3 separate regions of the Mus musculus genome follow, and regions 1 and 2 are each linked to region 3. Evidence: chromatin contacts called from public Hi-C and targeted proximity ligation data. All regions are on one chromosome and are shown on one strand. The core of a region is the stretch at or near the end of the contact, and the rest is flanking DNA. Distances in the headings are between cores, read along the strand shown. Region 1 has its middle 26 kb from the start of Pvt1. Region 2 holds the start of Pvt1 (Pvt1 oncogene). Region 3 overlaps Pvt1 (Pvt1 oncogene).

Evidence for each region. A called contact is a pair of places that touch in the nucleus more often than the background predicts.
Region 1: a Hi-C map of the N1E-115 cell line shows a contact between it and region 3, with 1.9 times the contacts expected there. A contact is called at or near these places in 3 of 484 Hi-C or Micro-C datasets (MC3T3-E1-derived osteoblasts, the N1E-115 cell line and nephron progenitors) and 2 of 130 datasets of targeted methods (embryonic stem cells and microglia).
Region 2: a contact with region 3 is called in a targeted proximity ligation map of pancreatic cancer cells. A contact is called at or near these places in 6 of 484 Hi-C or Micro-C datasets (CD8 T cells, the HL-1 cell line, the N1E-115 cell line and 3 more) and 2 of 130 datasets of targeted methods (the SCID.adh cell line and pancreatic cancer cells).

The regions. Positions count from the first base shown.
Region 1 is chr15:62,009,942-62,014,363 of GRCm38.p6, forward strand. No RefSeq gene overlaps it. Among named protein-coding and RNA genes, the nearest start is that of Pvt1, 26 kb to the right of the region's middle.
Region 2 is chr15:62,035,127-62,039,661 of GRCm38.p6, forward strand. It overlaps Pvt1 (Pvt1 oncogene), which reads left to right and starts at 2,860. Exons shown (of 5, transcript NR_132747.1): 1 at 2,860-3,075.
Region 3 is chr15:62,255,522-62,260,066 of GRCm38.p6, forward strand. Pvt1 (Pvt1 oncogene) reads left to right here. Exons shown (of 5, transcript NR_132747.1): 5 at 2,900-4,545. Among named protein-coding and RNA genes, the nearest start is that of Pvt1, 220 kb to the left of the region's middle.

The sequences.
Region 1 (4,422 bases), core at 745-3,244, 250 kb before region 3:
AGGAGGGAGCCAGGTAAGAGTCCTTGACCTTCCTTGACTGCTTCTCCTGGTTGACACGCTTGAACTTGTCCTGACGCTTCAGCTGAGCAAGCTATGAGAGCTGTGTTGGGAGGTAAATTCTGCCATGTGTCAGCTGTGTGGCCCTTTACTGTCTATGTGATTCTACTGGACCATCTCTGCTGAACTGTGTTTCAGGGGATAGAATGACAATGATTATATTTGGTCTCTTGAGAATTTTCACCAGGAGTATTGGCACATGCTTGTGATCCCAGCACTTGGGAGTCTGAGGCAGGAGGATCAAGACTTTAAAGACAGACTACTCTACAAATCTCAAATCTAAAAAGGAAAAAGAGAAAAGAAAAGAATAAAAGAACAAAAGTTAGGGGTTTTTTTTGTTTTTTTTTTTTTGTTTTGTTTTTGTTTTTTTACCTTTTGCTTGGTCTGACTAAGAAATGTCTGATTCATATTAATCACAATAATGACCAGCATGGCAAGATATCTTAAAAGTGTGATAGTGGCAGTCATATCTTGGTAGTAACCAATAGCTCTTTAATTGGATTGAAGGCCCACTAAACAGGAGCGAAATCTTGCCTGGTACTGAAAATCCAGCCAATTACCAAGGCCAATGAGATTATGTATCTTAGATGAGAACCTACTACTACCACTTACTAAACCAGCCTAATTCCTAACTACATTCCAAAACCTTCCCTAATATCCACAGACACATGAAGTTCTCATCCCTCGCCAAAGAGGCAAAGAGGCTCTGTAGCACATGGAGACCACTACAGAAAACTACAACTAGTAAAATCAGATAGCAACTGATCAGAGACTCTACTGCCCCATTGAAAACATCTACAAGGCAATTCCTGTGTATACAGCTCAGGGAACAGTACAGAAGGGAGAACAAATAGATTCTAACAGCCGGAAGCCCAGGAAGATTCCTGAGATTGGATCTCTTAGAAATAACAGGAAAGCTACACCCTACAACAACAACCTTGCTACCTGAACCTGGACAACACCAATAGACATGCTAATGTGGAAGGAGGAAATCTCAATGAGTCCCACCCTGAAATGGTTACCTACAGGAAACTAATGCCTACTGAGAAGGGAGAATTAGTCTTCCACAGAAATGAGGCTCTACTACAGACTGACCAGTGCTGAAATCACACACAGAAGTAACACTCAGTGAACTCAGCAGGTTGTGTCTATATATGCATGCATTTTTTTAAAAGGAAAACAGTATGAATTCCAGAAGAAGTCAAGGGCAGAATGTGGGAGGAGTTAGAGAAACTGGACATGGGAAGGGTTGGAGGGAAGAAGGGGAAGGTGGAGGAAATGATTCAATAATATTTCAATTCTTTTTTTTTCTTAAACTAAAGCATAAAAAATAATTGCTTGGTTACTTAAAATACACAATTGTGCAAAAGATACATTACTATATGGCTGAGGACATAGCACATGAACATCTTCCCAAAATGACACCTGAAGTCTACCACAGCAAGTAATACAGGAGACAGCACGGCAGAAAACCACAATACCATTTCTCCCATAGAGAGAAATGTTGATACCTGTGCCTTTCTCATCTTGCATGGGAACGAATACAGAAATGAATGGATACATGAAAGCCACCACCTCTAGGCAGTTCTGGATGCCATAACTATATACATTGAAAGTCTTTTGACTACCACTGAATGCTGTCCAGAGGAGAGGAGAGAACAATGTCTTTGATGACTCGGCCACTCATAGCTTTCAGCGTTGTTGTGACTTCAAAAACTCCATGTCTGGCTCTTGCTTCTTGAACTCCTTGTGCTGCATCTAATGTCAGAGCATCACTTACTGGGATAGTTAATGTTGTCAGCTTGCCAAGATCTAGATCACCCAGGAGCTGGGCCGCTGGGCAGGCCTGTGAAGAATCAGCTTGATTACATTAATAGAGGTGGGAAGACCCAACCACTAAGGTGACATCATTTCCTCATTGGTTCCTGGGCTGTGTGAATGGAGAAGCAGAACCTAACATCAGCAAGCATTGGTTTTTCTCTGCTCCTCAAATGTGGATATGGTATGTAACAGGCTGCTTCAAGTTCCCTGTTGTTGACATTCCTCCACAAGAAACTGTGACTTAAAATAAATATTTGCTCCTCCAAGAGTTGCTTCTGTCACAGTACTTTATCATAACAAAAGGAAATAATCGCAGACCTTAATTATTGCCACACTTTACTTCTCTTGCACCTGTTCCTGGAGAGTCACCAGGAAAAAGTACAGAGGGAATACCAAACTCACCTACCCAGGAAGTCCTTCAGGCTAGAACCACCATGGCTTCTTTGTGACCCAAGGGCTTACGTAGCACTTGTCTGCTTAGCAGTTGCTAAATACTTTCTTGCCATTTTCACTGAACCCAGGGAAACCAGGACATGGAATTGGATTTAGGGACCACTCCATGAGATGGGAAGAACATGAAATTAGAAAGGTCCAGCCAAGTGTGGTGGCCTATGCCTTTAAACCCAGCAATTGGGAGACAGAAACAGGATGGACCTCTGTGAGTTCAAGGACAGCCTGATATACAAAATGAGCTCCAGGATAGCCAAGGGGAAAAAACCTTGTCTTGGGAAGTGTCTTGGGTAGGGTGAGGGAAGTCTGAGAGGGAAAGCTACTACTATTATTCGGCTACAGGAACAGGCAATAAAATGACTCCTAATGACTTTAGTTACACCCATTGGATGGGTGCATTGCACAATCCTCACCATAGGATGGTTTCAATGGATGGACATTAGCATAGGGATCCACAACTGGGCAATCCACTGAGAGTAAGGGATTTTGAAGCAATCACTTCTAAATGGGCTGTCTTTCTCAAGCCCATCCTCTCTAGGATCAGAGATCATCAGGAAAGGAAGTGGAGAGATTATAAGAGCCAGAAGTAGTTGATGGTTGCCTTTCAGACACAACAGAACTGAGAACGAGACTGTGACGGCACACCCAGGACCTTCACATATGTAAACCAGACAGGATCGCACCACTTTGAAGGAAAAGGAGACACTAAGTCCCATGCCTTACCTGAGAAGCTATTTGCAGTTGATGCCCACCGAGAAAGGAATGTAGTTTTCTCCACTAGAGTGTCACTGGATCTATCAACCACGCTCTAGGATAGGCCCCAAGCCCAGGAGTTGTTGGCCAACACAAAATGAACTCCATGGGTTTTTGTTTCACTTTGTTTTATTTTAGTATTTTCTGTCTTACTGGTTTGTTGTTTTGATTTTTTGTTTGCTTGTTTTGAGAGAGAAAGAGAACATGAAGTTGGGTGAATAGGGAGATGGGGAGGTGCTGGGGGCATTTGCAGGAGGGGCAAATATGATTAAAATACATACAAATACTTTTTGTTTTCCTTTTTTATCTTTTGTTTGTTGTTTTCTGAGACAGGGTTTCTCTGTGTAGCCCTGGCTCTCCTGGAATTAGCTATATAGACCAGGCTGGCCTGGAGCTCAGAGATGTGCCTGCATCGAGTGCTGGCATTAAAGTTGTGTCCCACCACTGACTTGTGAAAGGATTTTTAAGTTAAAAAAAAAAAAATCAAAAAAAAGGTAAGCCTGCTTTTGCTTTGGGTTGAACTGAAAGCGACCAATGGACTCAGCCAATCCCTCCACCAAGGCTGATGACAACCAGAATTCAATCCCCAGGACCCACAGTGTGGGAGGTAAGAAATTTCCCATGAAGGTTCCTCTCAACATGCACACAATAAGCACATAACTAGAAATATTAAAATTTGTGTCACCGGGCGTGGTGACGCACGCCTTTAATCCTAGCACTTAGGAGGCAGAGGCAGGCAGATTTCTGAGGCCAGCCTGGTCTATAGAGTGAGTTCCAGGACAGCCAGGGCTACGCAGAGAAACCCTTTCTCAGGGAGAAAAAAAAAAAAAAAAGAAAGAAAGACTGAAAGAGGCCTGTGAGTTCTAAGCCAGCACTGGAAATACAATGAGATTGTGTTTCAAAAACTTAATAACAATGGCTGGAGCATGGTCTCAGGGATTTGAAGCAATTGTTGCTCTTCGAAAGGACCCAATTGGATTCTCAGCATTCATCTAACAGATACAACTATGTGTAGCTCCAATTTTAGGGATCTAGGATCTTCTTCTAAACTTTGTGAGTACCAGACACACATATAGTGCACATACAAGCATTCAGGCAAAACACTCATAAACTCAAAATAGTAAAATAAATAAATATTTATTAAAGATTAAAAAAATTAAGGATGATGACTAGAGAGAATGATGATACAGTTGAGTGACACCAACATCCTGGAGCCTCAGGTTTCATAAAACCACTCAGTGACTCCAAGCCACTTCTGGTCCATTTTCTAGTGTTTAGCCTAAAGCCCAGGATCCCTTGACTATGTTTATTTAAATGGGATGAGGAAGGCACCGTGGAGAG
Region 2 (4,535 bases), core at 1,610-4,109, 220 kb before region 3:
CTCGTCACCAAGTGTTATGACTGGAGTTCAATTGTAGGGACCAACAGGCTGGAAGGAGAGATCCAACTCTAATCTCTTCTTCCCCTTCTTCTCTCCTCTTCTTCCTCTTCTTCTGGCTCCTCTCCCCTCTTCTCTTCCTCTTCCTCTCTCTTCTCTTCCTCTCTCTTCTCTTCCTCTTCCTCCATTTCTTCCTCCTTTCCCTCTCTCTTCCTCTTCTTCCCCTCTCTTCCTCCTCTCTCCTCCTCTTCTTCCTCCAACTCTTCCTCCTCTTCCTCTCTTCTCCTTCTCTTCTTCCTTCATCTCTTCCTCCTCTCCCTCTCCCTCTCCCCTCCTCCTCCTTCTGGCTTTCTCTGTACAAACTAGTCTGGCTTTGAACCCAGACATCTACCTACCTCTGCTTCCCAAGTTCTGGGATTAAAGGCATGAAGCTTTACAACCTCCATTTTGTAACATAATAAAAATAAGTTTTCTTTAAGAAAAAAGAACAAAGAAACAAAGCTGGTCTTTAATCCCAGCACTTGGGAGGCAGAGACAGGCAGATATCTGAGTTCCAGGTCAGCCTGGTCTACAAAGTGAGTTCCAGGACAGCTAGAGCTACACAGAGAAACCTGTCTCGAAAAACAAAAAACAAAAAACAAAAAACAAAAAACAAAAAACAAAAAAAAAAAAACAAAAGGAAAAGATAAAATTAGAAACATATATTATAATGTTTGTTTTAGATAGTAGTGCTATTAAAAATACTTTCTTCTGTGAAATTTTGCTGGAATATTTTCTTTCTTTCTTTCTTTTTCTTTTTTTTTCTTTCTTTCTTTTCTTTTTTCTTTTTTTCTTTTTTTTTTTTTTTTGACAGGGTTTCTCTGTATAGCCCTGGCTGTCCTGGAACTCATTTTGTAGACCAGGCTGGCCTGGACCTCAGAAATCCACCTGTCTCTGTCTCCCAAGTGCTGGGATTAAAGGTGTGGGCCACCATGCCCGGCACTGGAAAAATTTTTAAACATCCCATAAAAGGAAGCCCCACTCCCCAAAGTAACAACCTGGACAGAAAGCCTTCGAAGAGAATGCTTTAAAAAATGTGGTAAGAATGCTGAAGTGTAGCTCTCCACAACTTATGGCTTCTGGAGGGGGTCGGGTAGGTGGGGAAGGAATCAGTTTTCTTTAAGGAGCTGGCTGGTCCCTAGGAGTGTGGCCATACTCCAGTGGCTCTATGACTTTCCAGTGGTGGTGGTGGTGGTGGTGGTGGTAGGGATGTTCACAAAGGTGGGGAGGACTGACATGGGAGGATCGGGATAAGAGTGCTATTAGAGTGTATTATGTGAAATTCCCAAATGATATTTTTATATTATATCGGGGGAAAATATTAGCCTAAAATTAGCGCAGCAAAATTTAGTCCCAGGGAAGGGCAAACTGGGTCGAGACTAAAGCTGAATGAACCTGGGTGAAGGTCTTCAGCCGTTGGGAGGTCTAGTGTACAGGACTAACTGGAAGGAGCAGGTGGCATCTTCAGGGATTTGTTACTGAAGTTGTCTTTAAAACTGGGCCTCTGAGAGCCTGTGGTTGCTTCTCCCCAAGGTCGCAGCAGGTGGTTTGGGAAATGTCTGACACATCGAAAGCACATACAGACATAGAATTCAGAACCCTCTTCACTCTCTAGCACAAGAAGGAGATAATCTGAAGGAGATAATCGGAAGATCTGTTCGGTCACTCTCAGGGTGGAAACCAACCACACACAGCGCGATTATCCGTGCATATCGCACTGGCACACACGAGTATGGTAAATTTTCTCTTCAACAGAGACATCTTCATGTGGCTAAGAAGTAATGAAAGTGAAGACATTGAAGGGGGAACGTAGAGGGAGGGAGGAGATAAAGACTCTCTGAGAGATTGAAATAAAGTGAGGTATAGTGTGCTGAGAGAAGAGTGGACCCGCGTTACTTTCCGCGATCCTGGTATCACCTAGTTATGCAACCCGCTTTCCACAGGACTCCGGTTTCCCTCTAGGATCTGAGTCTACCTCATCTTTCATTCCCCTTTCTGGTTGTAGCACGTTGCCGCGCTTGACTAAATGGTACTAGAGACGTGCACCTGTTCGGTGCTGGATTGAATACAGCGAAAAGAATATCGTGGTATACGCGTGCCTTTCACACCAGCCTTCGTTCTTTGCAGAGGCTTTTGCACATTTGAGAGGTTAGTGTAATACCCTGTACGGACCAAGAATGGAGGATGCTGCAGACAGGTGGTCCTCTCTCAGCTAGAGTTTGCTTAGTACGTCCTTCTCTCCAGAACCACAGATGATGGATGGTACCCAGGACTGCTCTCAGATGAGAGTTCTGAAATAGAACAGATTCGGGGGGGTCTTCTGTAGGAACTACTGACCTATTTTCTGAGCAGTTTGGTCCTTTTAATTCACTGGAGTCTCCTTCCCTATCCGAAAAGTGGGAAGACTGCTAAGCTTCAAGGTGAAGGGGGATGGGATGTCTACCTTAAAAAGGAATAGTGTGGGGGAGGGGAGGGTGGGGAGGGGAGGTGGGAAAGCTAGTTGACCTCGCCTGGGCATAGCCCCAGGCTGTGTGGGACCTATGTAGGACCTAGGTTTGAGTGCAGCTAGAACCTCCCAGCCCAGGACTGACAGAGTGTGCTCTCTACTAGGGCCATCTGGGCATTAAGCAGCCTCAGTGGCACGCCACCTCCATGCGGTTCTCCTCTCAGGCTTGATGCCCCTTCATTGCCTAGGGCAGCAGGCAGAGGGGCGAGCTGGATCCCTCAGGTCAGAAACCTCCAGACACCAGGAGATCGGGGACACACGCGGCCTGCCCGGTGGCGCGCGCTTCTCCCCCTCCCCCGCGGCCGGGAGCGAGCCGCCGTGACGTCACGGGCCACCCGCCAGCCCCGCGCTCTACCAGGCAGAGCGCGTGTGGCCGCCGAGCACATGGACCCACTGGTCAAGCGGGCTCGGCAAGGCCAGGATGAAGAGAAGCTACGAACTTAGCATTCCCAGAGCCCCCCGAGTGGATATCCGCGTGGAAAGGATGTTGGCAGCCCCGGTGACCTCGGAGTCACGGCTGGATCCACCCTCTTGTAAGTTCCAAGTTTATCCCCTGGAAACTCTGGAGCCCAGGGATGCAGAGTCTGGATAGAGGAAAGTGGCTTTTGCATTCCCACGAGCGCGTGTTAACCTTGCACTTTTCCTCATCACTAGACTCGAGATTGCCAGAGAGTTTGGGTGTGGGTGAGAAGTGTGGGTGCGAGGGAGATTTCCCAGGATGGCCTCTACATAGAGGTAATTCTGGATTTATGCACTTGATCAAGAGCCCATTTCCTCAGGTCTAAAAGAGAGAGACGCCCCCTGCAATCAGCGCAGATTTGGGGCCGCTGATGTGGTTTGGAGGCCTCATTTACGAAACTGGAAGTCTGAGTCTAGTCTAGTGATGCTCCCTCCATCCTTGGCCAGCCCTCCTCCGAGACACCCCCTCGGGGCAGAAAGAAGGTGATCTCCTAAAACTCCCTGTGTCAGGAAACTTTCTGTGCTTTTGTATTGCGTTCCTGTGTTCGTGGAAGGCCCCCACGCCTTCATCCTTGCTAATTCTTTTTGGATAGCTTGTTGCTTTAACTAGATTGGCCCTTTCTTGGCTAGTATTTTCTGCTGTACCTATGAGTGGTGTGGGAGAACTGTGCAGACTTCCAGGAAGCGCAGCCATGAAGCTACATGTGCCTATGTGTAGACACATCATGGATTTTCTTACTAGTTTACTAGTGGGTGATAATCTGTCCTTTTGAGCTCTCCAGAACGTTCTAGAAGCTTAAGGAGAGAAATCACTTAAGAGAGTATAGGGAGAAGTGAGGTTTTTGTTTCCTTTCTGCTCTTGTGTTTTTAAGGGGTTGTTGTCATTTGACCTAGAGAAAGCCAAATGTGTGTGTGTGTGTGTGTGTGTGTGTGTGTGTGTGTGTGTGTGCCTGCCTGCTTGCCTGTCTGTCTGTCTGTTTGTCTGTCTGTGTGTCTGTGTGTTGGGGAGGGCTAAGGATGCAGGTCTCTGTTGAAGTGCATGTGGTAGGATGTTGCAGGCCTGTTTTGCATATGGGCAGTGACAAGTTTGGGCTTGTTCACTTGCACAGTCCTATGGTCATAGCTAGTCCTTCTTAAAGCTCTAGCCAGTGGGAAAGCGTTTGTGTTTCTATCCTTGGAGCTCCAAGTGGGACTTCTTAAAAGATTTAGAAGGAGCAAAGCTGTCAGGAAATCAGAAACGTCACATGGACTCCATGACTGGGAAAAACCTCGTGGTGGCCTGCTCTCAGTGCTTGGATGTGTGCTAGTTACATCTCGGAGGTGAGGATGTGCCTTACGGTTATTTGAACTCAACTAGGTTCATGATGGATCTGGTGAGACATTAAGGCTGGTTTAAGACATTGTGGGCTATTGTGCTGGGACCCCCACCCCACTCTGTTAGGGAGTGACTGTATGGGACTGCCTTGTTGTTTTGCCTGGTTAAGGGTGGCTGTTTCTTGCTGCTTTACCTATTGAGTGCAGGATTTTGCATAAA
Region 3 (4,545 bases), core at 1,405-3,904:
GTTCTTTTATTGCTGTGATACTCAAATAAACCCACACTAGGACACAGGGCTGTCGCTCTCTCTCTCTCTCTCTCTCTCTCTCTCTCTCTCTCTCTCTCTCTCTCTCTCTCCTTTCTGGGTTTGGGAGTAGCAATATCATCAGTTTCATAGAACATCATCTCTTATAGTTTGTCTTCAGGATCAGAAAAGGCAACATCCAAGTGGGTGAAAAGTCATGGCCAGGAGACAGACTTTGTGCCAATGTGTTCTCCATGTGACCAAATAAGAAGAAAATGCCAGGAACTCTAAACAGACAGCCAGGACCAAGCGAAAACAGCTCGATATTTGCTAGAGGAAGATTCATTCACATGAATGAGGAGATGTTGTGTTATGACTCTGTCTCTTTCCTTATCACATTCACGTGATACTTATTCCAAGGCCTCCTGTCACTGTCCCGAGTTCTGTAGATGCTGTCCCAGAGAGAGCCATGAACTCTCATAGGACAGGAATTTATTTCTCAGTTATACCTTTGAATAAGGCATGCTCAATGTCTTTTCTCTTATACAGACAACCATGTAATTTTTGTGCTCTCAGTCTTTAGCAGAAGGGCTAAGGAGTGTCTTTTGTAAAAATACGAATCCTATTCACAAGGGCCTCAATTTCACGTTCTAATCAACCATGTTGACTTGAAGTTGAATAATGCTCCCGGGCAAACCCCCTGCCCCCTCCCTCTCCCCCCCTAGGCTCAGGTGTTTCTCAGTTGGCACTGCTTTGGGATGTTGTGGAACCTTTAGGAAATGCAGCCTTGACAGAAGGAAGTATGTCACAAAGCTGGGGGATTTTGAAAGTTCATAACTTACAGTTTCCTTTCTTGGCTTCTTGGGTGTGGATAAAGATGTGATCTTTCTGACTCCCGCTCCCTGCCATTGTGGAATCCCTGTCTGGAACTGTAACCCAAAATGACAGTCCCTTTTGTAAGTTGCTTTTGGTCATGATGTCTTATCGCAGCAGCAGCAGCAACAACAAAAAGCAATGAATATAGCTTCTATCATGGTTCAAATCTGACATGTAGCCACCAATAGGCTTATGTGTAAACGCTGGTCCCCATCCAAGAGTGCAGCCTTCCCAGACAGATCATTCAGATCACTGGAGCCTTAGGGAGGTATTAGCTGTCTAGAAGAGGTTGGTTAGTAAAGATGTGCTTTGAACCGAGTCACCGGGCCCTTGCTTCCCTCTCTGCTTTCTGATCTGACAAAAGCTGCTGCTCACACCATGAATACCACCAGCCACTGTACCTCTTTCTCTTTTAAAGGTCGAAATCCGTTAAAATCATGAGCCAACAATAAACATCTCCTCCCTCAGGCTACTCTGCAGGTACTCTGTCATAGTAACACACCAATTAACACACCACCAGAGCCTACCCAGACACATGCACATACACACACAAACTCACACAACGCATCCCACCCCCAGAACAGAGGTCAGTATTGTATCACATGGATATGGAGACATAGCATCCAGTCCCTAACTTATTTTTGTTATAGTTCAAGGATAAAAGGATTGCCCTGCCCTTCAATGTTTGCACAAGGGAGTATGGATATTTTAATACACAATTATGCAAAATAAGGTGAAAGAACAGAAGGGCAAAAAATGCTGGAGTAGGAGGGGTGACCAGGGACTGAACACACATTCCTGTAAGACCTTTGGAACTACTGTTAGGCTTGAACTTTAAAGGTTTCATCAAATTGAAAGCACTGCCCAGGGCTGGGTTGGGTCCTTGTGGGAGCACACAGGAAACTTCAGATCCAAAGTTAGTTTCATCCCACAGTGTGGGAGATGTCAGAGGCTGTGAGCCTGAGATCCTACACAAGTTACACAGGAACTACAGGCAACTACAGGATGCTTGTCAGTTATGAACAGCTGTATCTCCATCCACAATGCCAGCCTAGAACCTGTGGTCCCATTTTACCAATGAGACAAGGCTCCTTAGTGACATGCTTATCTGTGTATATGCATTCACTGTGCCAGCTCCAGCAACCCAACCTCATGTGGCAGTCACTGGAGCAGCCTAGAGTCTCACTTACATTCTACTATTATATAGCTTAAGGGACCCGTGAATCCTAATTTCTCACTTGTAAAATGGATATTTTTTTAATCATTCCCATATTTTATGGTAATTGTGTATATTTATCGGTGTGGTAAGGCATCTCAATACATGCAAACGTACAATTGGGGTCAGGCTAATGAGTTGTCAATCATCTCAAAAACATCATTGTGTATGGAAACAGTCACAACCTGGCGGCTCTCTTGTGATATGTTGTAGCTCCTCTTTCCTGTATGCTGCCGCAGAATGCTGGAAGTTGTTTTTCCTGTCCACTCACACCAAGGGCTTTCTGATGGTTAAAAAGGTGTATACAAGCCCCTGGGCCCATGTGCCTGACACATTAATCCACTGTGCATGTTACTTACTGAGATTATTATTAGCCCAACAGGACAGGGAGGAGTATTGGGGGGGGGGGGTCCCTGGGGTGTGATCACTCCTGTTTACTCTTTGGATGGTGCCTGCCTGGCCAGGGATCATGAGTTTGTTTTTCTGGTACGGAGGTTGCCCTGGTGTTCTGGAGTGACCCCACAGGGCTGACTGAGCTCATTATACAAAGCTGTGTGCTGGGTCCTGTCCAGCTCCATCCAGCCCCGCCTCCTTGCCTGCTAAGCCTGTGTGCCCATGAGCCTCAGGGCTGTCCCTAGCTAGCATTGTTTGCACTCTGGAAAAGCGTGCAAACCTTTATTCAGAACCATCCCTAAGTCTGCTGGCAAATACAGTTTCTTTCCCCTTCTGGGGGACTAGAAGGGGAAAAGCTTAGGTCTTCAGTGGCTCCAAGACAATTCTTTTACCTTCTCCACTTTCTTTTTCCTACAGGCTCGGCTCTCCAGTGTGGTTTTCCAACAGGAGTCAAATATTAAAGGACATGAGCGTGTTGGGGAAAAAGATGGATAGTGCTAAACAGCCTGAGTTCATCCTCACTATCCTCTTCATAAGGAGAGCAAGAACAACCCCGGAAATGGCTCATGCTTAAGGTTTCTAACCACGGTCACACCTACAACACACTGATTGACAATATAGGTTACAGTACACATGGCTCTGCTATTTGCTTTTTGGTCACTTTGATATTCCCTGGTACCTGGGAAGAAGGAATCTCCGTTGAGGAGTTGCCTACATTTGATTAGCCCGTAGGCATGTCTCTGAGGCCTTTTCATAGTTGCTAATTGATGGAGGACAGCTTAGCCCACTGTGGGTGGTGCCATCTCCTGGACATGGGGTCCTGGCTTATATCAGAAGGGAAGCTAAGCATGCGCCTGGGAGCAAGCCAGTAAGTAGGTCTCCTCCATGGTCCCTGTCTCTGCTCCTGCCCTTAATTTCCTCAGCGAATGACTGATGCAAACATGTAAGCCAAACAAACCCTTCTTTCCTCTCTGTTACTGTTGGTCGTGGTGTTTATCACAGCAATAGGAAAAAACACTAGGGCAGTGACGTATAAGAGTGCACTGTGCCATTGTGAGGATTCAATATCCTTAGCGATCTTCAGAAAAAGTTTACTATGGTGCCTGGAGCATTGTTATTTGCAGAGATCCCTAGTGGCTCCTGGGCCTCAGTTTCCCTGTCTTCATTCTGTCTGTATTATATAAGCATGGTGTCCATAGCTCTAGCTCTTGCTTAATGATTCAACTGAGTAGGTACAACCATGCTGACCAGCCATGACATGTCCTGCCTGGCCATAGCCTGGAGTTGGACACAGAAACAGGGGCATAGCTGCCTACTGTGTGTGGCACAGTGTGTGTCAAACTCCTGGAGGCAGCCAGGCAGCCATCTCTATATTCTTCCTATCAGAATTCCTTTCACAGGTCCAAGCCATCTTAAGATGGATAAAGGCCTGGCCTTCAGGCAAGGCTATGCCTGTCAGTTCCGAATCTCCAGCTAAGTGGACTTGCAGCCCTCCCTGTCCTCTGGATGTCTGCATCATTCATACAAGGGACACGTTCTCTTTAGAGAAGAGCGTCTTCTGGGCTTCTCCCAGGTTGGAAGTGTCCTCTACTTCTTTCTTCCTGGCAAAAGCACTGGCCTAAGCAGCTCAGGAACAACCTACAATAGAGGGAGGGCCTCTTACCTCGGATGGAAGTGGAAACATAGTCTCCACGTTGGAACTGAGTCTTGGTTATGCTCTGAGAAGTAGCCTGGATTTCTAAGATCTCATGCTCATCGTTTTCTCTGGAGGCCCAACTCTGTTCTCATGAGCCCTGGCACGTTCCCTACCAGCATCTTTGTTTCCTATCTGAGGAGTGCGGATGATGCTTCTCCTGGTAAGGGGTATGAATAGAATTCCTGCCTGTGTTCTATGTGCTGAATCCCAGAGCCTAGAGTAGGGCCTGGGCTCTGGCGATTGACTGGTAAACACTTGTTTTGGAAGAGATAGTAGAGTCTTTGGAGTTCCTGGCACAATCTTCTTGGATAGTTGCCTGTGCCCGTTCTAAACCAGGATCTGACTAATTACAACTCCTCCTGCTTGC